Regions from separate parts of the Mus musculus genome. Here regions 1, 3 and 4 are each linked to region 2. Evidence: chromatin contacts called from public promoter capture Hi-C data. All regions are on one chromosome and are shown on one strand. The core of a region is the stretch at or near the end of the contact, and the rest is flanking DNA. Distances in the headings are between cores, read along the strand shown.

What was found. Promoter capture Hi-C pulls out the DNA fragments that hold promoters and counts their contacts.
Region 1: a contact with region 2 is called in a promoter capture Hi-C map of pre-B cells, with 5 times the contacts expected there. The contact joins the promoter of Fam133b here to the promoter of Cyp51 in region 2. A contact is called at or near these places in 5 of 39 promoter capture datasets (the C10 cell line, liver and pre-B cells), 2 of 484 Hi-C or Micro-C datasets (CD4 T cells and regulatory T cells), 2 of 115 datasets of contacts at active chromatin or transcription factors (memory CD8 T cells and pro-B cells) and 1 of 9 other capture datasets (liver).
Region 3: a contact with region 2 is called in a promoter capture Hi-C map of the 3T3-L1 cell line, with 3 times the contacts expected there. The contact joins the enhancer-like site here to the promoter of Cyp51 in region 2. A contact is called at or near these places in 4 of 39 promoter capture datasets (the 3T3-L1 cell line, cranial neural crest and hippocampal neurons) and 3 of 115 datasets of contacts at active chromatin or transcription factors (the NIH/3T3 cell line, embryonic forebrain and embryonic hindbrain).
Region 4: a promoter capture Hi-C map of pre-B cells shows a contact between it and region 2, with 2.5 times the contacts expected there. The contact joins the enhancer-like site here to the promoter of Cyp51 in region 2. A contact is called at or near these places in 3 of 39 promoter capture datasets (the C10 cell line, liver and pre-B cells) and 2 of 115 datasets of contacts at active chromatin or transcription factors (CD8 T cells and pancreatic cancer cells).

What each region holds. Positions count from the first base shown.
Region 1 is chr5:3,542,484-3,545,183 of GRCm38.p6, reverse strand. Fam133b (family with sequence similarity 133, member B) reads right to left here and starts at 1,351. Exons shown (of 11, transcript NM_001042501.1): 1 at 1,237-1,351. The coding sequence starts at 1,260.
Region 2 is chr5:4,103,378-4,106,077 of GRCm38.p6, reverse strand. Cyp51 (cytochrome P450, family 51) reads left to right here and starts at 1,381. Exons shown (of 10, transcript NM_020010.2): 1 at 1,381-1,944. The coding sequence starts at 1,771.
Region 3 is chr5:4,665,308-4,668,007 of GRCm38.p6, reverse strand. No RefSeq gene overlaps it. Among named protein-coding and RNA genes, the nearest start is that of Fzd1, 92 kb to the left of the region's middle. Within about 2 kb of position 1,432, at least 6 of the 459 cell types and tissues checked have an H3K27ac peak or open chromatin away from gene starts, as enhancers often do.
Region 4 is chr5:3,493,141-3,495,840 of GRCm38.p6, reverse strand. All of the region lies in intron 5 of Cdk6 (cyclin-dependent kinase 6), which reads right to left. Among named protein-coding and RNA genes, the nearest start is that of Fam133b, 49 kb to the left of the region's middle. Within about 2 kb of position 1,315, at least 161 of the 459 cell types and tissues checked have an H3K27ac peak or open chromatin away from gene starts, as enhancers often do. A contact at or near this core is called in CD8 T cells, pancreatic cancer cells and pre-B cells, where this site is marked.

The DNA.
Region 1 (2,700 bases), core at 102-2,601, 560 kb after region 2:
GTGGTTTAAAAGTCCTGTTAAAAAGTGAGACTTTGGGGCTGGTGGTGGTGTGGGGGGCTGGGGGAGATATCAAGATCCATGAGGACTGAACCAAGTAGCAAATGATACAAGTTCTGGTCACAGTTTAAGCATCCTTACCCTGCCCTAAGTATTAGTTCTCCATTACATCTCCAACACCTCCCACCTTTTGATGTAATGTTTTCAGTCTTAGAATCTTTTAAGTGCAAACAAAATGCTACTAGAACATATTGTGCGATGACAACAGAACAGAACAGTACAGAGCTGTCAACACCCTCCAGTAAACGAGACTAATTTCATAGGTTTTGAAAATGCCTTAAGGAATGTGTAAATAAAAATTTCCAGTAAAATGAAAGTCTGGATTTCAGTAAGAAACTGTAATAATGTCTGTAAGCAAGCCTATAATCTTTAAAACAACGATAGCATCATTAATAACAACAAAACAAAACAGAAAAATCTCCAGGAATCAGGTGAGATGTGTCTGAGGACATTAATAGTCCAAGCACTATGTCGAACTCTGGATGCCCACACACATAGACCATTTCAACTGGTCTATTCTATTCTATTCATCTCAACTCCATTCATTCTACGGTCTCGTCCTGAAGCCAGGAGGAAAGTACATTCCTGCACAGTGCGAGCAAGGTTAGTGGCCACCGAGCTTCCACGACAGAACCACAAGAAACTAAAACGGACGTTTTTTGTTGTTGTTGTTGTTGTTTTTTGTTTTGTTGTTGTTGTTGTTTTTAAGACAGAGCGGGGAACACTGTCATTTCCCGGGCAGCTCTTTAGGTACCCACTCGCGTTCGCTTGGGCAGTTGCCTTTGTGGTCAAGCGGTGACTAAGGAGGACTCCCATTCCCACAGGTAGAAACTTGGGTTCAGAAGTCACTAACTTCCGAGGGCACTGGAGTCTAGAGTACCCCAAAGCCCTCATCCCTGTCCCCCACCCCCATCCCCGTGGTCCCGCTGCGCTGGGTCTGGGCCTCTCGGCACCGGCGGCTCCGGCTCACAGCCCTTACCGCTGCGGGGCGACAGGCCCCAGGGTCGGCCGAGCAGGACGCTGAGGACCGGCAAGGCGCACGCGCATCGCACGGCGCGGGGTCTCGGGGCCCCAAGTGCGACGCGGCCGCCAGCCCCGCCGCGACGGGCGACGGCTTCCGCTCGTTCGCCTGCCGCCCGGCCCCGCCTCACTGCTCCGTTTTCCCCGCCGAATACTCACCACGCGATTATCCCGTTTCCCCATGGTGGCCGGCTGAAGGCGCGGGAAGCCGCCGAGGGAGCAGGCCCGAGAAGAAGCCGAAGCGGCCCGCCGCGAGTCCTCTTACCACCTCTATGCCCCGCCCAGAGAGCGGCGCCCCGCCAATCCGGGGAGACCGTATGCGCCACGGCGCCCCCTGGTGGTGCGGAGGACAGCCCGGCGCTAGCGACCGCCTGCGGTTCCCAGGAGCTGCAGCAGGATTCCTGTGACCCACTTAACCATTCCTGAGCAGGACCCACTCTGTAGTCAAATCGGTAACTCAGTTCCTGGGTATCCAATGCCCTCTTCTGACCTTTGTGGGTACCAGGCACACGCACTGCACACCTGTAGGCAAACACATAAAGTAAGTCTAATGGAAAAAATTGTCATAAAACTTAAAAAAATGAGTCTGGGACCAGTCAAATATAGTTAAGACATAATCCTTATCTTTAAGGGGTGTGTTTATTAACTCATAGGGGGAGATAAACACACACAGGTTAGACTTTACTGCTTTGGTGCTATGGGATTATCTGGATTGGACTTAAACTTCAGAAGTGGTCTAGACTCTAGAGACTAATTAATACACCATATTCTCTGACTATTCACAGGCTTAGAAAAAGTGACTTATGGATTCATGTCAACATGAATGCATCAGGAATAAAATCGATCAGAATCCTTTCTGAAATTTTAGAAAATGGAAATATGGGACTTTCATTATACTGAAGAAAATCCTTTAGCCTTTCCCCAGACCTCATGGATATGAGGTGAGGGGTGGGTGGGTAGACATCATGAGTTTGAGGCTATTTTGAGCAACAAAGTAAGTCCAAGTCTGATCTGGGTAACTTAGACATTGTGTAAAGTAAAATTCAAAGGGAAAAAGGCTGGTATATGCTGCAGGATATGTGATCACACTGTGAAACCTGAGATTGTATTATTTACTAAAAAACAGTTGTTTCTAGTTGTGGTATGACTCAGCACTTAGAACACAGTTTTAATCCCAAACAGTGAAGGTAAAGTTAGTTTGTAGAAGGAAGCACCCATATTTGAAAGTTATGTGTAATTGAGTGGCAGACAAAGTGATGAATCAGAGAACAACCTGACAAAATAGACTATATAGAATATGCCCAACTGTCAGGAGAGAGGCAGTGAAGCCACTTAGGAGAGCAGTGCAGAGAGAAAGCGAGGAGAGAGGCAGTTTTACTGAGATGGGTTGAAAAGAGAACAAGCTAGACACGGGTGAAGACAGAATGAGTCAGAGAGTGAGAAGGAGCCAGAAGATTAGAACAGGTTGCCAGAGTTAACTCGGGGCCAATCAGAGCAATTCAGTCAGAAAGTGAGAGAAGCCAGTTAGAACCAGTCAGCTTGGAGAGGAATTTGAGCCAGAACAGCTGAATTGAACCAGCCAGTCAGAGTTCAGAAAGAACAAGAGAGGGTGAATATTTTCAG
Region 2 (2,700 bases), core at 132-2,631:
GATTTCCATATTTGAGATTCCTAGTGTGCAATGTTAAGGCCCACTTGCCCACTGACAGATAACATCCTGGTATTCTGGAGTCTGTTGTTCATGTACTTTCACTTCCGTAGACAAGGTTGGTTGCACCAGCTGCACAGGAGGTGCTTGATGATACACAGGCAGGAGATGCATTGACTGGAAGGATGCTTGTCCCCAGTGGACTAAGGCTGGAAGCACCATAGCTTTGTGGGCTTGGCCTCTACAGGCACCTGTCTAATGTAGCTTGAGGCCATTCTTTGGGAATCATGGGTATGGACCTGGCCAGTGTCCATCTTCCTGGCCAGTATTAAATAAAGCTTTCTTTAATTGGATAATTGTGGAACTGGTCTTTCCCCTAGCAATTTTCAAGTTCAACAATGGCCTGAAGTCACTCCAGTAAGTCAAGACGTAGCACACAAGACAGGCTTAGAAATGAGTGAGCAAAATTCCTGTTGTAGATACTACTGCCAGAAATAAAGAGGCTCTTACCTACAGCAGTGACAATAAAAATGGAGTGTTACAAGATTTTGTGACTGATCTGAGGCAGGAGGATATTGGTATACAGCAGTGTCCATCCTATATAGACTTCCTACTAGGCACTTCCTACATAGGCAGGTGGCAGTCACCCTAGGGAAGAGGTAATGAGTGGGCTTCACTGACTGACTACGATAAAATGTGAGCTCTCTAGGTGGAATTATCTAGACGGTGGCTGGACCATCTTACTCATTCCTGGAGGTGCTTGCAGTTTTGCCAATCACTGCACAATCATCTCCAAACTTAGCAAAAAATCTAGCTCTTAACCCTGGTTAAATAAATAAATGTACCTGCCAAAGATCTGGAAGGAGGGTTAATTTGGAAACATGTCATCAGAGGTGCTTTATTTGTAGTGAGATCAGGGTAACTCCTGCTTCAGATCCAGCTATCAGAACAGGAGTTTGGGGACATCTGCCTCAGTTTACTTTATGGCCTGTATTTATTTTAAAAGACTTGTCTTGGTACAGCAGCACACCAAACAACTATCACTTGCTAGCAATGTGGCCCTACACGAACAACCTGTCAAGCAGATTGTACGGGTGATCCGATGGTCTCACCCTCCAGGTTGCATCTGCAGGAGTGTTTTTTTTTTTTTTCCAAGATTCGTGGTGCAGGGCTCACGAAGGGCTGGTCTCACAAAGCCCAGAGGTGACATCTCCGCGAATAGCCGCAGAGGCGGGCGCCCCACGGAGGGGGCGGTGCCCGGGCCGCCAGCTCTGCTGACGCCACATAGGCCGAGATCACCTCAGCAGCGCGTGGTGCAATCACAGAGCGCCTTCGCCTCTGCCGCTGTCCGCCACCAATCTGGTCCTGAGATCCCTCCGCCAGGCTCGTCCGTGCCCGCTGCCGGGGCCGTGCTCGTTAAGCACGCGGGACCTCGTGGTCTGCGGTTCTCGGGGCGCGATCATTTGTGCAGCCATCACTTTCTTCACCGAGTCCAAGTGCCACGGTAGAGCCTGCTTCCTCAGGTCCCCTCGGTGGCGCAAGAATCCCCGCACCTAGACGGAGGCGTGGCCACCAGAAGCCCCGCCCCGTCTGTGACGTCCTGGTGGCGCGCGAGCTGTCTGTGGGCGTGTGAAGGGCCCGGGCCAGACTAAGCCATCAGGCCGGGGCCGCCTCCCGACTTCTATCTGCCGGCTTCTCCTGCTCCATCTTTTCCGAGAAGCGGTGTGCGACCTCGGCCCCCAGCCTACCGGGCGGATCGAAGCGACGGTCGGGATGGTACTTCTGGGCTTGCTGCAGTCAGGCGGCTGGGTGCTCGGACAGGCGATGGAGCAGGTGACAGGAGGCAACTTGCTTTCCACGCTGCTCATCGCCTGCGCCTTCACTCTCAGCCTCGTCTACCTGTTCCGTCTCGCCGTGGGCCACATGGTCCAGCTGCCCGCTGGAGCGGTACGTGCACCTCGGGGTCCTCAGTCTGTGCCCCGGCTAAGCGGGCGGGCTCGGGGGGCGCTAGCGGTGGCGGGCGCGCGGGAGGCTGGGGTGGCGGCTGCAGACGCCCGTGCCTGATCTTTGCTGTTGTGGTGGTCTTTCTGGTCTCCTTGCTGGAACCTGAACTCGGGGGCTGTGCTGGCCGTCGCCGTTTCTGCTGTGATAGCGGCTTTGAACTTCTGGCTAGGATCCTACTTTGCAGCGTTTGTAGTCAGTGATGGATGTGCAGACTGGAGGCCTTGCTGGATGGATTTGGCTGGTCTGATTGCCTTGGCCATCCATGACTCTTAAGTGCAGAGCACTGTACTGACTTTACTGTTGGTTGTCAGAGGTGTTTGGGCTCTTTGTGAGGGCCTTGATGGCAAGTTAAGGGTAGCTGCATCCCCGGTGGCCATCACTCTTGATACTGCCCTGTGTGTTTAGTATACTGTGGGCTATTGGGCATAACGATGATTAATAGCAGTGTCAGGGAAATTGCAGACAGTTCATAAGTGACTTGAGAGTGTGGGAAGCGCTTTCCTGTGATGCTGTTAAAATACTGTTTCTCTAGTTTAGCGCTACACCAAACCACTAATTTCAAGCCTTCCAAATATAGTTCATGAATACCCTTGTAATCAACATTTGGTAGCTTTGAAAACCATCCCTTCGAAACTGACAATGGGATGTAAAAACTTAACCCAGCGTTAAGTTCCAACCAAGTTGCTTTAAAACTAATCT
Region 3 (2,700 bases), core at 183-2,682, 560 kb before region 2:
CTGTCAAAGCAGCAAGGAGAGCAACTAATAAGCCAGTCTTCACAACAGGAAGAAAATTATTGTGGGAGGCATTAGCAGATATAGGCACTAATTATGATAATTGAAAAGGTTCAAGTAGTTAAACATAGAAGAGAGATTTAGGGGGCAAGAATGCCAGTAGAGACAGAAGGAAGGGGCTCTTGACTTAGCCCCCGGAAGAGGTGATGGTGACTGAGAACTAGCATTATAGTGACAGAACTAATAAGTTGATAAATTAAAATGTGCTTTGAAGATAGGGCTGTCAGGACTGGATGGACGACTGGAGCAGGAAGGAGGACAACGAAGACCCTAGGATGCTCTGAGTGTTGTTAGTGGAGCCATGGGTGGATGCTGCTTATTGTATACTGAGTGGGGAGATTTAGAAATAAGCACATCTGAGAAGTCGCAAGGCTCCCAGGATTGAATTAATCAGATTTCCCACGGAAATGCCAAATTGTTTGCTGAGTCTTTCAAGTCCATGTCTCAGACAGTTCAGAAGATGAGTACCCAAGACTTGCAAGAAATCACCCTGTAAGACAGTCCACCTGAAGGGGAAGACTCAAGGGAGCCAGAGATAAGCCATGACATCCTTAATTCTGACATCCAGTCTGTACGTAAGTTACCAGCTTATTGCTTAGTTTAAGTTGGACAAACATTTGCCTCTAAAAGAAGTCTGAGGATGATAGAAAACATAAGTCATAACATCTAACAGCATGTATGTTATACCAAGGAGCTTTCTACATTGATGAAGTATTGGTTTTTAGTATAGAATAGAGTTTAGGGCTTGGGGAGGGGAGTCAAGAGGGTAGCAGAGGCAGAGAAAGGCAGAGAGGAGAGAGTACAGAAGTGAGGGCCGGCCATGGCCACGTGGAGAGAGGGGGGGAGGGAATGGGGAGCAAGGGGGCAAGAGGTAAGAGAGGCAAGAGCATAAGAGCGATAAAGTTTTTGATAGCAGTATTTATAATTTATTTCCTTGTTTCCAAGGAAACAGTAAGTCGTAGAGGTCAGTAGAAAAGAGTTAAAATATAAAATATTCTTAACCAATGGATTTTTTTAAAAAACTGCTCTTTTTTTTCCATTAAAAATGAGACTACAGTGAGCTGCTTCTGAGCTTTCTCTCTTCAGCCAGCTCTTCCCTCAGGTCAATGTAGCTGTCGCACCTCATGGGGTGGCAAGGAGGAACTGGATGTCACAGGCAGCTGCCACTCTTGAAGGATAACTCACCCATCTGCCATAGTCTCCAAGGTTTCAGTATCAAAGCTTTCCTACTGACAGCCAGCTTGTGCCTGAGAGCCTGGATCCTTCGAGGCGCGTCCTCGAGGCTCGGCACAGGAAGAGCAGCGTGGTGCTCATTTCTGAGGCTCTGCGGGAAGGAAAGAGCGATACCAAGGTGCGAGCACTGTTAGCTTAGCCTTATTAATAAAATAGGGTCGATGATTTATTCATAGCTGGGACAATGCAGCTCTGCTCTGGAGGACAGCACAGGACTGTTACATTAGAGATGAACAGATGCTGTGGAAGAGATGAGCGCCTTTGGAGAAATGGTCTCGGGCTGATGCTGTAAGGCAGTGCTCAGATTTATCTGACCAAGTCAGAGCTCACAGCAATTATTTGTCTATCCTGGATGTGGTGGGATAAACGCTGGCAGCGGTGGTCCCTGGAAGGATAACCCTTGTTTTTCCAGTTCTCATCTAATGAGTGTTTGTTCACCTTCTTGCTTTATCCTCTCCTCCCCAGTACCTGCAAGATGCCCGAGTTTGTAATTCACGATGTGTTATCTGGGGAATATCAGTATAATACACATCTGAACGTGATCCCCATCAAAGCGAGAGCACCCGAGGAAGCAGAAGACAGACAGTGCACCGAGGCTTTCTGGCGCTCAGCTGAGCACACAATATTTTCAAAGACTGAATCCTTTAAAATCATATATCTTCCTTACCAAATGAACTGTACACTGTAGAAATCTTTATATAGACTTAGAAAACAGGTTTAGTACACTGCAGAATCCTGATAAATAACAGGAAAGGACAGACGACTCTTTTTTTTTTTTTTTTTTTTTTTTTAATGTCAACTGCTCTCCTTGTTAGGGTGTCTGTCCCTGGGTTTGTTCAATGGTTTGCTTGGTTGATGTGGCTCAGAAGGCAAGAGAAGCCCGGATTTGACAATCTTCAGGAAAACAATGACAAGTACCACTCACTTCCCAGCAAACCAAAGCAGCCTTGTCTGCAATAAACAACAACAAGAAAAATCAGATTTATTTACTACCGTGTTGCTGGGTTTCTCTCTATTGGCCCCATCTGAGCTTCCCTGGCCTCCCTGAAGACTCCAAGAGAATTAGATCAGATGTAGATCCCCTCCCCGTTCTGTGCCAGACTAGAAGGGAGAATTCAAGGCCACAGGAGGCAAAGAAGAAGAATCTCATTGTTGGTGTATAGGCTTCCACACAGCAAGGCTTCTGCGGAGCCTCCCCTCCCCTCCGCTCAGTTTCCTGAGAAGAGATCAAATGTTTCAAAGCACTTCCACCTTTACTAATTTTTAATGCCTCCGCCAGACTGAAACTTGCCCACTGGAAAGAAAATAACCTGTGCTTGTTGAAACAGCCCAAAATAAAAATGATCCTTTAACAGGAGCACATTTAGCTTCCTCCCTGACTGCCAGTAGGAGTCAAGGAATAGAGCTTGC
Region 4 (2,700 bases), core at 66-2,565, 610 kb after region 2:
TACATCAGTATAAACTTGATCTTATTTGATGGCTTATAATTGTTTAATATAATTATGTAGTTTGATATCCAAAATACCTCAGAGGTATGTACCCACTCCTTCAAGTTAAAACCTGTGACATTTGCAAAATTTTGTCTTTACTTTCTGGTACAAAAAAGAACACTCTAGGCCTGTATTTTTAAAATGTTCTATAATAACCACATTGTCGCTGTCAAATGAGAGTATGCAATGCATGTAATTAAAGTCAACCTCAGGTTGGAGAGATGGCTCAGTCCTTAAGAGTGTGTCATGCTCACAGTACCCACAGAAGCTCACAGAAGACTATAACTCCGGTTCTGAGGGGGCCAGATGCCTCTTTCTCCTGTAGGTATCAGCATTCAGGTGCATACACCCTACACACATAATCAAAAACAACCTTACATAAAATAACATATATAATATACACATTATGAGGTACTTTTAAAGGCTGTTCCTGAGGCTAGATGTCAAGTATCCCATGCTGCTCTCAAACAAGCCAGTTAGCCAAAGATGGCATTGAAGTTGTGCTTCTACTGCTCCTGCTTCCTCCCTCCAAGTGCTAAGATTACGGGCATGTGTTACCACACCCAACTTATATTGTTATTATTTTTTCAAATGCAGCTTTCTGGTTCAACATGCTTCAGAAATATGAGAATAAAAGGGATCTCTGCACGGAGTTCCATTTGAGACGGGACAGGGCACAGCTGTCTCATCAATCAGTTTGGAAGGCAGTGTCTAGTGACGGTCCACAGACAACCATTGGTCTTTTCCTGACTGAAGCCAGTCAGCCAGAGACACAGCTGTAGGCATGACACAGTTCTAGCACATTCTGTGCTCCTTGGTCTCATAGACAAACGTGTGCTTGCTCCCGTCTCAGAAGGCTGAAGACACTGAATGGCAGGGAGATAGTCATTTCTGTCCTTCTCAGAAGAAATTCTTGCTGACTGTTCGGAGTTCCCCTACAAGCTAAATGTGAGGCATTTCTTCCTGTGGCTCAGAACAAGAGTCTACAATGGCCTTGGGGATTATGCTCGCCACTCTGTGAAGTGCTGTGGCAACAGGGTTTCAAGGCAAGAAGCCCCTAACACCTTGCCCAGCAGTCTGTGGGCCTCTGCCCCAAACAGTCCCACCTGGTTTCTGAGTCTTATTAGATAGGTTTTCTGGACCTCATCTGTGTACTCAGTGTCTTGCCAGATTCTAGGCTTGGCTCTGGCCTTTGCAGAAGCTGTGGTGGGGCAGATGGGGCAGGACCAGGAAGAGCCCCAGAGTGACTAGGCATGACTTCATTAATGAGTCACCCGGCCACACTGTTTAGTGTGCTGTGGCCCAAGTTTAAGTCTGATACTTAGGACTGGGGTACTGTCTAGGATCTCAGTGCTGCAGGGCCCAAGACTTTTTGACTTCGAATTCTTCTCATGCCTGATGTTAGCAATGATAATGCTATCCTGCTCTAGATGATGGTGTAGCAACACAGACAACATAATCACCGATACTGAGTATATAAATCCAGAAGAGAAAGCCAAATGCTGCATGAGTGCCGTTTTGCACCACTGTGTGGGATTTACGCTTGAGTGCTCTCGCTTTAATACTTGAGACTGAGGTCGAGGGATGGTTGGGCACAGTCACCCAGGTAGGAAGTGATACAAGAGGGGACTGGAGGCTGCAAAGCTGGCTCACACCACCGCCTCACTGTCCTGTGTCCTCCAGATAATGCCAGGTGACTGCTGGTGAACATGCGCCAGTGACTTTCATCACCACAATAGGCAAACTCAGAGGCAGAAAGGTAACCTGGAGGGAGATTTATGTTGGCTCCTGGTTTCGGGGAAGGCAGCTAGCTCATCACGGTGAGGAAGGCGGACAGGAACGGCTGCGTCTGTTACTTCTCACATCGGCAGAGTGTTCGGTAGGATGCAAGCCTCCAGCCTCAATGAATGACTTCTGTTAGCCAGGTCACAGTCCCACCACCTCTCAGAACAGGCAGACCAGGTGAGAACCAAATGTTCTAACACACGGGGCTGCAGGGGACTGTTCCATAATGGAGACTCAGCCTGACTCAAGGAGAAACCAACGAGCCAAATACCATCAATAAGCATGCTTTAAAGGCCAGGTAACTCTCACTCGCTGGTTGTAACAGGATAATGAGGAGCCAGCGTCTCCTGGTCCACCGAGCAGTAGATTGGGTTGGCCACACAGTACTCAGAAGTCTTTTTCTTTGCCTTTTCAGTACATGGCAGGTCAGGATGTCCTTGTTCTTCACGGTGCTGACTTAAGGGAACCCAGAACGGGAAGACCAATATGATGCCTGCCCTGCCAGGCTGACCAGGTAGGGTAAAAGAAAGTCGGTCAGTGGGCTAGAGAGATGGCTCAGTGGTTAAGAGCACTGATGCCTCTTCCAGAGGATCTGAGTTCCATTTCCAGCAGCCACATGGTGGCTCACAACTGTCTGTAATGGGATCTGAGGCCCTCTTCTGGTGTGTCTGAAGGGAGCAACAGTGTACTCACATAAAATAAGTAAACAAATCTTTAAAAGAAAAAAAGGAAGTCAGTTATTAAAGGAGGTGTCTTCCCTTTTGTCCTACGAGGACAGCGTGGGCTTCACGTGCTTGCTAAAGGGTGCTTCCCTTCACTGTGTAGAAAACATCATAAATATAAGTGAGGTTCTTTACTTTTAAGGCTTGGACT